2 separate regions of the Hordeum vulgare genome follow, and region 2 is linked to region 1. Evidence: chromatin contacts called from public Hi-C data. All regions are on one chromosome and are shown on one strand. The core of a region is the stretch at or near the end of the contact, and the rest is flanking DNA. Distances in the headings are between cores, read along the strand shown. Region 1 holds the start of LOC123429405. Region 2 holds the start of LOC123424638 (BRCT domain-containing protein At4g02110-like).

Region 1 (4,939 bases), core at 790-3,289:
CCAGACGGGCTATCTACAGCCAGTCATCGTATACTACAGGGCACCGTCGCCGCAGCTTCGACTCCATAGCAACAAACAAACCGAGACAAAACCATGAACATATCAAAGAAGAGCCGACTACCGCAACCATTGTCACGTGGACCCGATCAGTCTTGGCATGTGTCATTTGAAGTACTTTGATGTGACATCTAGTTTTTTTATGGTGGAGCTTTGCCATTTGCATCTATTTTAATTCTTTAACTTGTTGGTAATAACTTGTAAAATTGGTCATTCTCTGTAAATAATACTTCCTCCGTTCCAAAATAAGTGACCTGACTTTATATTAATTTTATGTTAAAACTAGTACAAAGTTGAGTCACTTATTTAAAGATAGAGGGAGTGCAAATGATTCCTAGAACCAATCATATAGGAGTACCGTTTTGCCTTCTTGTCGACCTCGGAATAGTTGGGGGTTCAACAACATTCCATGAAGCCAAAGTTAAATTATAGAAGAGAAATTGCATACTCAACAAGGGGATGTAGCTCAGATGGTAGAGCGCTCGCTTAGCATGCGAGAGGTATGGGGATCGATACCCCACTTCTCCAACATACCTTTTTTTTTCTTTTTGCTTTGCCACGTCAAAGGACGATGCAATTACTTTTGTCGCGTCCGTAGGCCGTCCGCTGCCTGAAACAGACGCCAAAAATGGCTGATTATGGGCTCTGGTCTCTGACGGCAATGGGCTGGTGAGCCAGGCCCGGGTAGACAACCTGCTGGGCGCGTTGACTGGGACCAGCGGAGGACGACGTGGCAGGGCGACCAGCGCCATGTGCCACAGGGTCGAACTAGAGAAATCTGAAGTTCTTCTTCTTTTTCTAGTTTTTCTAGCTTTTCTGAGTACCGTTCTGCCTTACGGCCGACCTTGCTCATGTCCCGTGATTCTGGAGCGTGTGCCGTTGGATGGGATCCATCCTCATTCGTGTGCCCGTTGCATTGATTTCCCTCGCGCGTGTTCTCGGTCATTGCACGATGGATTCAGTTGGTGATTAATCTGTTTTCCAAAGCACTCAGGTCTGAGGGCATCAAACGGAGGCAAACTGTAGCATACTCCTTTATAAAGGAAGGAATCGCACGAGCAGGTGATCTGAAACTGAAGCAGAAAGGAATCGCGCGCACGAGCAGATTATCTGAAACTGAAGCAGAAAGGAATCGCGCGCACGAGCAGATTATCTGAAACTGAAGCAGAAAGGAATCGCGTGTGATGCCGGCCAACTTTGCTTGATACCCCGGAAACAAACATTCTCCCGCTCTCGACAACAGAAAAACTAGAAGAAGAAGAAGAAGAAGAAAAGGACCCATGCATGATGATCTCTCTCTTACAGACTTACACTACTGACTAATCTACTCGCAAGGAATGGTCGATGACTCCGTCCGTCTCTTGGCTGCATCCCTCGCGCATCCGTCGTGACCACCACCGTCCACCCATCGTCCGTCTCCGGCTAACAAGGGCGCACCTGCAAGACTGATCCGGCGAGCGAGAAATCCATGAGACCAGCCGGCGTGGACGAAGAAACAGCAGGCAGGCAGGGAGGGAGGCAGGGGGAGAAGAAGAAGCTGTACCAGGAAGAAGGAAGGAGATGGCCGGGCTAGCGGTGGACGATGTGGGAGCACTTGGCCTTGATCCAGCGGAGGCCCCTGCGGAGGGACGCCTTCACCTTGCCCTCCACGGCGTAGGCCTTGTAGCCGGCCACCCTCCCCCGCCGCTTCATCTCCGCCTGGTCCCCCACGAACCACGCCACCGACGACGCCGACGCCGCCCACCGCGCCCCCGCCACCTTCCGCTCCACCGCCCCGTACTCGCCGGCGTAGGGCCGGTACGTCGGCGCCATCTATCCCTCACTAGGCTGGAGGAGCGCGCGCGGGGGAGAGGGAGGTACAGGCAGGGGCACGGCACGACGACAATGAAGGGCAGCTAGCTGCTGCAGCGCAAGGCAGAGGGCCGTTGCTGTGCGTGATATGAAGAGGCCGCAGCGACCCAACTGGCGGCCAGCGGCATCCTATGCTCGGGACCTCGGCTCATATGGCGCTTGCCGTCGCCTCCACGGCCGTCCGATCGGGAATCTGATGCCTCGGAAACGCCGCTCCACAGGCCACGCCGGATAGATAGTCGCATTGTATACCTTTCCGCGTCACATGCCCTCTTCTCTCTCTCTCAAAGTCCTCCACACGACTGTCCCTTTCGTCACCTCGAGACAAGCAATGTGTCCGTTTCACCAATTCCATACATACCATATAATATAATACAGTAATATTTTACAGGTCTAGTATTTAAAAAAATTGTTAGCAGATCGATGTTCAACTTGTGCTCGTCGACGGACACGAACGGAACGGGGATGGAGGAGGCTGGATGACGAGCAATGGCGTGTGCTCCGTGACTGGAACCACACCATGATGCGGCGCGTAGTGGAGCCGAAAGCACCGAGACCGGAGATATCTTTCCTCTCCGAGGACGACAAGCAGCCGTGGCTGCATATCCGCTGTGTACACATACCTTGCTTCATACAAGAAGCACTAGGGATTAGGGTGCTAGCTGCTTTACTGTCTACAAAAAAGAATGTATATTTTTTTCTCTTCTTTTGTGCAAGGATTTTGCTGCTTTATCCCTTTCCGACGCCGCCGGGCTAGCTTGGGATGCCAGTCGCAAACCCCCTCTGCTGCAACTGGGTCGTGGGTGATTGAGCAAAAATATGTCTCCAGCGATTTTCCAGCCGCTCCGAACAGAAGATTGAGATTGTCTCCAGCGATTTTCCAGCCGCTCACCGACATACAAGGCCGGCGGTTGATTTTCAAAAAAGAAGGAAAGCAGAAGTTTCAGGGGAAAAAAACAGGGTGGGTGATTGACATGGAAAATATGTCCATTTGGCAGGCAATGAATGAGCGATGCTACTGGTCTGGATGCCAGTAAGTTTTGCATGCAGATCTTGCAGGAACAATTCAAGGAGTGTTACTTAAACCCCAGAATGGCGTTTCGGCACCCGGAAGCCATGAAAGCCAAAAAAAATAAAAAAATCCAAAATCCAAAAAAAATGATTTCAAAAACTCTGAAAAACATTTGCACAAATAAACAAATGTGCGACTCGTGTGTAAAATTCCAGACCAAAATACTTTGAGACGTGTCCTGTATAAAAAAGACAAATTCATGATCTGAAAAGATGAATAATGGTATGTGTTAAAAAGCTTTAGATTTGTCTTTTCTACATAGCCCTCATTTCAACGTATTTAGTTTTGAAAATTTACACACTTATCTATTATACCATCATCTATTTATGTATTTTTAAAAAAAATTGAAATATTATACCATGCATTTTCATGAAATTTGAAGTTTGAATTTGAAAGCCTCCATGGACCACCAGAGTCCGTGACTGGAACCTCACCATGACAGAAAAATGCACGAATATGCCACTGATGACAGAAGATTGAGATTGTCTCCAACGATTTTCCAGCCGCTCACCGACATACATGGCTGGCGATTGAGTTTCAAAAAAGAAGGAAAGCAGAAGTTTCAAGAAAAAAAAACAGGGTGGTTGATTGACATGGAAAATCTGTCCATTTGGCAGGCAATGAATGAGCGATGCTGCTGGATGCCAGTAAATTTTTGCATGCAGATCTTGCAGGAACAATTCAAGGAGTATTAAACCCACTCCATCGTTCCACATATTTTTTATAATTTTTTTGCACACATGCCAACTGCAAATCTGTCAGCTCTTTAGCAAGCTGGGGACTACGAAGATGGGTTAATCTGACCGAAAAGGTAACAACAGTGCGATCGACAGTGAAATAAAGAAGATCTTAACATAATTACACAAGCCGTACACATGGACAGTAAGTGAAAAGCACACAAGCTTTGCCTAATGACATGTTTTGCAGAGATGTACAAACTGTACATCAAATCTAGCACATGATAAACAAATAGGCTTTGACAGCTTGACCTTCCCTCAAAAGACAAATTAAGACCAGCAAAAAGTATCACCGCAATCGGTTCCAAATAAGTCACCAACTTATAAGTTGAAAAGTGCAAAAAGTGACTTATTTAACCAAACAGACTCAACTTATAAGTCACCCCAACTTATAAGTCATAAGTTGCTCCATCCCAACTTGAAACTTATAAGTTACCCACTTTTACATGAAAGGTGACTTATAAGTCAGATGACAACCAAACAGGCATGACTTATAAGTCATTGGTTTTAAGTCACCTGACTTATTGAAACCAAACAGGGCCTTGTATATATACAAACTTTGGCCCTATATATCAGATTCTCAATTTTTAATGTTTACCAGGTTATGCTCAAAATATTAATTAAATATTCAAAACAAAAAAATCTCATCCGTATTCTCTCTTGTGATAAATAAGAGACGGGATAAAGCATAATTCCAGAAATCAACCTACTAGTGAACTGAAACTCCAAACTGTATTCAAGAGGAGGACATAAACAACTGAAAGAAAGGAAACAAAGTTGACAGTTTGTAACAAAAAGATCATCAGAGGACACCATATCATTGATGAGTTAGATTCATAGAAGATACTGTAAGACAAGAGATCATCAGTGCCCCCCTTCTCAGGAAGATACTGGAAGACCTGACATTGGCCAATAGGGGTTGGTGACAACTCAATTAAGAAGTTAGTTCCAAGAGAAAGTGCATGGTTTAGAAATGACTGTATTTCAAGCTATCCAACATTCATTAACACGTTCGTATCCGTATAATCTTTCCAACTGTCTATAATTGAAAGAATGACACCAATAGAGAGAGAGAGAGAGAAATGCCAGCTTAAAAAGACCACCTACATCAGGAAAACATACTGGCGATGTGACTGACAACATCACCGACGAATGAGTTGAAGCATGACGAGCAGATAGTTCTCATGAGAAACGCTGGCTCTCGGCCGTCACAGGCATGGCA
Region 2 (4,981 bases), core at 779-3,278, 260 kb before region 1:
GTTCTGGAGTGCCCAGGTGTCTTCCTGCAGTAATCTCGGTATTGCCAGGGGAGACAGTAAGACCATGAACAGATGAGGGGACATCAGGATCAACATGAGTTCCCATTCTGATCCCTGTAACAGACACACTTCCGGCAATGCTTCTGCTATGAGATAAACCTCTGCCAGCATCTTCTGCTTCATCTTCGGAGTCCTGAACTTGTACCTCCATCGTCTCTTGTTCCCATCCACTGCATAAATAAGTGACCAAATCACTTGATTCAGTACCCATGAAGTGCATGATATACATTGCATATTCTTATGAGAAAATTAACAAGACATATAAACCCGATGGCTAAAATGAAAGGGTGGGAAATATCAAAGATAATAGCAAGTTGGTTTGCTTCTACACTTACCTTCTGTTATAATTTTCAGTTGGAAGAATTTCCCAGGCCTTTAAGCTGCAGTAAAATCATATCCGGTGTTTCAGCAGAAATAACCATGACATGACACGATAACTTATTTACAAGACTGGTTAGTAAATAAACATACCAATCTTCCAACCATTGGTGATTAACAAGATTGATATTCACCATTTTAGCAAGTTCATACTTCTCACCTGATAGAAATAGGGGTGAGAAAAACTGAGAGTGAACACTAACTGAAAAAGTGTAAACTGTATGGAAATTACGAAGAAAACAACATACCTTCAAATTTGTAGCAAATTAGATGGGTGATTTTGTGTGCTATCAAAGGCTTGGAAAACTGTGCTCCCATTAAAGTAACCATTTTCTATATTCAGTAGTGAAATAAATGGTCAGAAATATTTTTCCTCAAACACACATCGTTGTATGTTAGAAGACTAACACCTAAGAGGGCGTTAAGTACAAAACAAACCAGATGGTGCAAAAGCTCCAAACCAAACAGCAATAGCCAAACTAAACTAACATAGCTAAAAACTGACAAATAAAACTAAGCTGCCTAAGCAGCTACAGCTTTGGGATGAGAACTCCAAAAATAAAATGAAGCGTTCAAACCCAAGTGTGAGAAACTACAAGTCCCTACAAGAAAAGAGCTGAAAATTTGTTAACTGCTACAGGTGGATCTATGTCAGTAGCATTCTGAATCTTGGCTATGCAGAAGAAATGTTGGTTTCTAACATGTTTGGTATCCGTAAACTGATTCAGCAGTTTAAGTGTATATAATTAACTCCAAACTTGGCACAACAACAAAAAACAATTTGCTAGAATCAAAGGCATGACTATAAGCTATCCAAACAAGGGACCAAAACTTAACCACCAAGTATCTTCAATCCATCCACTGAAGGAAATCATAACTGTCCTGATCAATAACAAAATGATACTGACCAGATACTCTATGTTATTGGCTTTATGAATTAACAATCATAGACCTCTAGGCTTGGAGGTATAAAGGTAAAAGCAGCAGTATTACCATTATGTCTTCACGCCCATTCTTTTGGTACCCTGTCAGGCAAATGTTAAGCGATTCACTGCCCGGTATACCATCCAGATCTCTCAATGGCTTGTATAGTACCTATCAAATCAAACGAAGTTCAAGTCACCAACTAACCACTCGCAGAAATAAGATCATTTCATAGGGGACAAACCAAAGGGTCCTCTCTTAAGACAACTGTTTGGGGAACTTATTCAAAAGGCATGGTTTACACTGTACTGTCCATAAAGAACAAATGTACCGGATTAATTGCAGTAGAGATGCAAGTACGATAGCGGAACTGACCCGGTCGGTATCGGCGACCGCTCCGGCGTCCAGGCTATCGTCCACCCACAGCTCAGTTACGACCTTCTTCCCGCCCTCCCGCGCCGCCACGCAAACTGGATCGTCCTACACAGATTTCAGTTCAAGCAGAGACACCACTGAACTAAGTCACGCGAGAAACGCCCCCAACGAAACCCCCGGAGGAGCAGGGGAAGCGGGAACTCACGTATACGAGGCCGAAGACGACCACGTGGGTGCACCCCGCCGCGGCGTGCCCGCCGGCGTCGGCGCCGCCGCGCCGCACCATCTCCGACCGATACTGCCAGACGCGGAGACATCACACGGTGAGAACTGGGCCGAATCGGGCCTAGCCAGCGCGGAACCGAGATGAAAAAGGTGGGTCGTGGGAGTGGGAACCGCGTCGAGGCGGGCGGGCGCACCTGGGACTCGGAGGCGGGGTCGAAGCCGACGAGCGCGAAGCGCACGCCCGCGAAGAGGCGCTCGTCGCCGTCGTGCGGGCGCATGGATGGGACAGGGTCCGGGGCGGGGGTAGGGTTAGAGGATTTGGGATTGGTCCGTTGGTCGGCGCGCGAGGCTGGTTGGAATGGGGGGGGAGGGGGTGGATTTTGTTGCGTTTGGTCCGGGAGCGGAGGGAAAGTTGGAGATTGTAAAATTTGTAATTTGGTTTTCCGCCGGGGACGCGCGGTTCCCAAACGGAATGGGTCAAAGCAAACCTGGCCAAACGGGCCGGCAAGGGCCGGTCCAGGTTAAACAGGCCGAGCACGGTACGGCCCGACCAACGAAATCACTGGTTAGCGAGTATACCTTTCAACGATTATTTTCATCTTTTATAGGTTGTGACAAGTGACGTACTGCATGCGTGTTATTTGTCATAACCAAAAAGTTTTCCCTTTTTCGTAGATTCGTTTTTTAAAAATGTTTAATCTCCTAAACCGTGCGTCCAAATCTCGAACCGTTTTCACTGTTGGCTTTCTCGCTTCGAGATCTTCAAAACTAGATCCCATGTTGATAGGGTTTAACGAAGAAAAAAAAAATCACAAAAAACACCAAACGAAAAAACCATGCCTCACGCGATAGAAAAAAACAAAAAACATGTTTTTCCCCTTTCCGTAATGGGCCGGCCAGTGTAGAGATTCTTCATGAAATTTTTTGAAATCTGTGAACTTTTTTGAAAATAAATGATTTTTTTCTGTAAATTCGTGAACAATTTCTGAAAATTAATGGTAATTTAAAATTCATGAACTTTTTTCAAAATCACTTAAATGATCTTAAATATTTTATGAACTTTTTTCAAAATTCATGATTTTTTTTGAATTTTGTGAACTTTTTTTAAAATCCATGAACAAATTTCAAAAATTGGTGATGTACTTTTTTTGCAAATTTGAACTTTTTAAAAATTTGTGAACCTTTTAAATTTTTAATAACCAACGGATTTTTACATGGGCCGCCCATGAAGAGGAGCCCTGCAGGCGCCGGTTTTCCTAACCGGCGCTAAAGGCGCCGAATAGGAGCACCACTTCGCACAGACCAATCAGCAACGCAACAGGCCGGCCCGTTTAAGCATTCCAATGCTTCGATTTTGAGAACCTTCTAGAGGTTTTTCAGCCGGTTTTTTCTGGTTTTAAAAAACTTCTAGGCACCTTGAACCGGTTATTCAGTTTTCATTTGGTCTTTCTTTTTTTCGTTTTTCTATTTATTTTTTCTTTCTTTTTTCTTTTCTCTCTTGTTTTCTCTTCTTTTTTCATTTTCTTTTTATATCTTTTATTTTTGTCAAGTTTATTTTTAACAACTGTTTATAGTTTCAAAATTTGTTCGTAATTCGAAAATGGTCATGGTTTCCAAATTTGTTCACAATTCAAAAAATGTTTATGATTTCAAAATTTGTTCATAATTTTATAATTTTTATTCATGAATTTGAACTGTGTTAATGTTTCAAAATTTGTTCACAATTGAAAAATGTTCGTAGCTTCAAAATTTGTTCACAATTCAAAAATTGTTCATAATTTTGCTCACAAATTTGAAATTTGTGCATGTTTCAAAATTTGTTCATAATTCGAAAAATGTTTATTGTTGCAAAGTTTGTTCACAATTCGAAAAATGTTCATAATTTTATATTTTTCCATGAATTTGAAATTTGTTCATGTTTAAAATTTGTTCACAATTTTATAATTTTATATTTTTTGTTTTTGAACTCCGCCTATGTTGTCTCCACATAGCGGGTCCCAAGTCCGGATAAAGGAGGAGGGTTGTGGTACGCTTGACGAGCCAACGTCAAAACCCAACCACTCTTATAGAGATGAAATGCAAAAGATTTTCATTGGGGCGTAATATCATGAGCGACGCGCTACATCGGAACGTGGGTGTGGTGTCAAATGGGTAAGGGTCGGGCCATCACCCTCCAAGTGGTGTGTCGTATCGTGATCTTGATAAAGTGGCAAGTGGGCGAGGATTGGGTCATCGTATCCTTAGTGACGCGCTACATCGGCGCCCGGGTATAGTGGAAAATGAGCAAGGGTCTTCGCATTTGACTCGACGAGTGCGAAGGATAAGGAAGCTAGCCGAGTCTAGGAAGATTTGCTTAGGTAGGTGGAACATAGGGTCTCTAACAAATAAGCTTCGGAAGGTAGTTGATACAGCGGTGAGAAGAGATGTTGATATCCTTTGCGTCCAAGAGACCAAATGGAGGGGACAGAAGGCGAAGGAGGTGGGGGTACCGACTTTAAGGTGTTGTACATGGGGACGGTTGCAAACAGAAATGGAGTAGGCATCTGATGACTAGGTGATGTATATACTTATCGCCCCTCGTTGGACCTCAAGTGGAAGGTGGAAATGTAGTCAGCAGCAAATTTCCCTCACACAGAGACTGAAAGGTTTATCAAATCCAGGAGGACTCCTAGGCTCAACAAATAGATGTCTTCCACCCTGGCGCTAGCAGAAGACGTGGACCTGCACACACAACAAGTAACTTTGCTCCCAACGAGTACAGAGAGGTTGTCAATCTCTCCAGCCTTATAGTTTGTAAAGGATCAAAACACAAGAGGAAAATAGTAGTGGTGATAGCATCGGGAAAGTAAATATGTTGGGGAACGTTGCAAGGGAAACAAAAAATTTCATACGCACACGCAATACCTATCATGGTGATGTTCATCTACGAGAGGAGATTCCGATCTACGTACCCTTGTAGATCGCACAGCGGTAAGTGTTAAGAAACGCGGATGATGTAATGAAACAGCTTGCGTGATTC

What was found. Hi-C and Micro-C count contacts between places; a contact is called where the count stands out from the background.
Region 2: a Hi-C map of leaf shows a contact between it and region 1, with 4 times the contacts expected there. The contact joins the promoter of LOC123424638 here to the promoter of LOC123429405 in region 1. A contact is called at or near these places in 3 of 6 Hi-C or Micro-C datasets (leaf and seedling).

The regions. Positions count from the first base shown.
Region 1 is chr2H:30,468,926-30,473,864 of MorexV3_pseudomolecules_assembly, reverse strand. LOC123429405 reads right to left here and starts at 2,039. Exons shown (of 2, transcript XM_045113447.1): 1 at 1,601-2,039; 2 at 1,240-1,502. The coding sequence starts at 1,869. The coding sequence ends at 1,627. LOC123424637 (trichohyalin-like) reads right to left here. Exons shown (of 4, transcript XM_045108273.1): 4 at 4,681-4,939. The coding sequence ends at 4,826. It overlaps TRNAA-AGC (a tRNA gene), which reads left to right and starts at 513; the gene lies at 513-585.
Region 2 is chr2H:30,730,176-30,735,156 of MorexV3_pseudomolecules_assembly, reverse strand. It overlaps LOC123424638 (BRCT domain-containing protein At4g02110-like), which reads right to left and starts at 2,028. Exons shown (of 9, transcript XM_045108274.1): 1 at 1,943-2,028; 2 at 1,738-1,842; 3 at 1,432-1,533; 4 at 687-771; 5 at 532-598; 6 at 396-440; 7 at 1-230. The coding sequence starts at 2,023.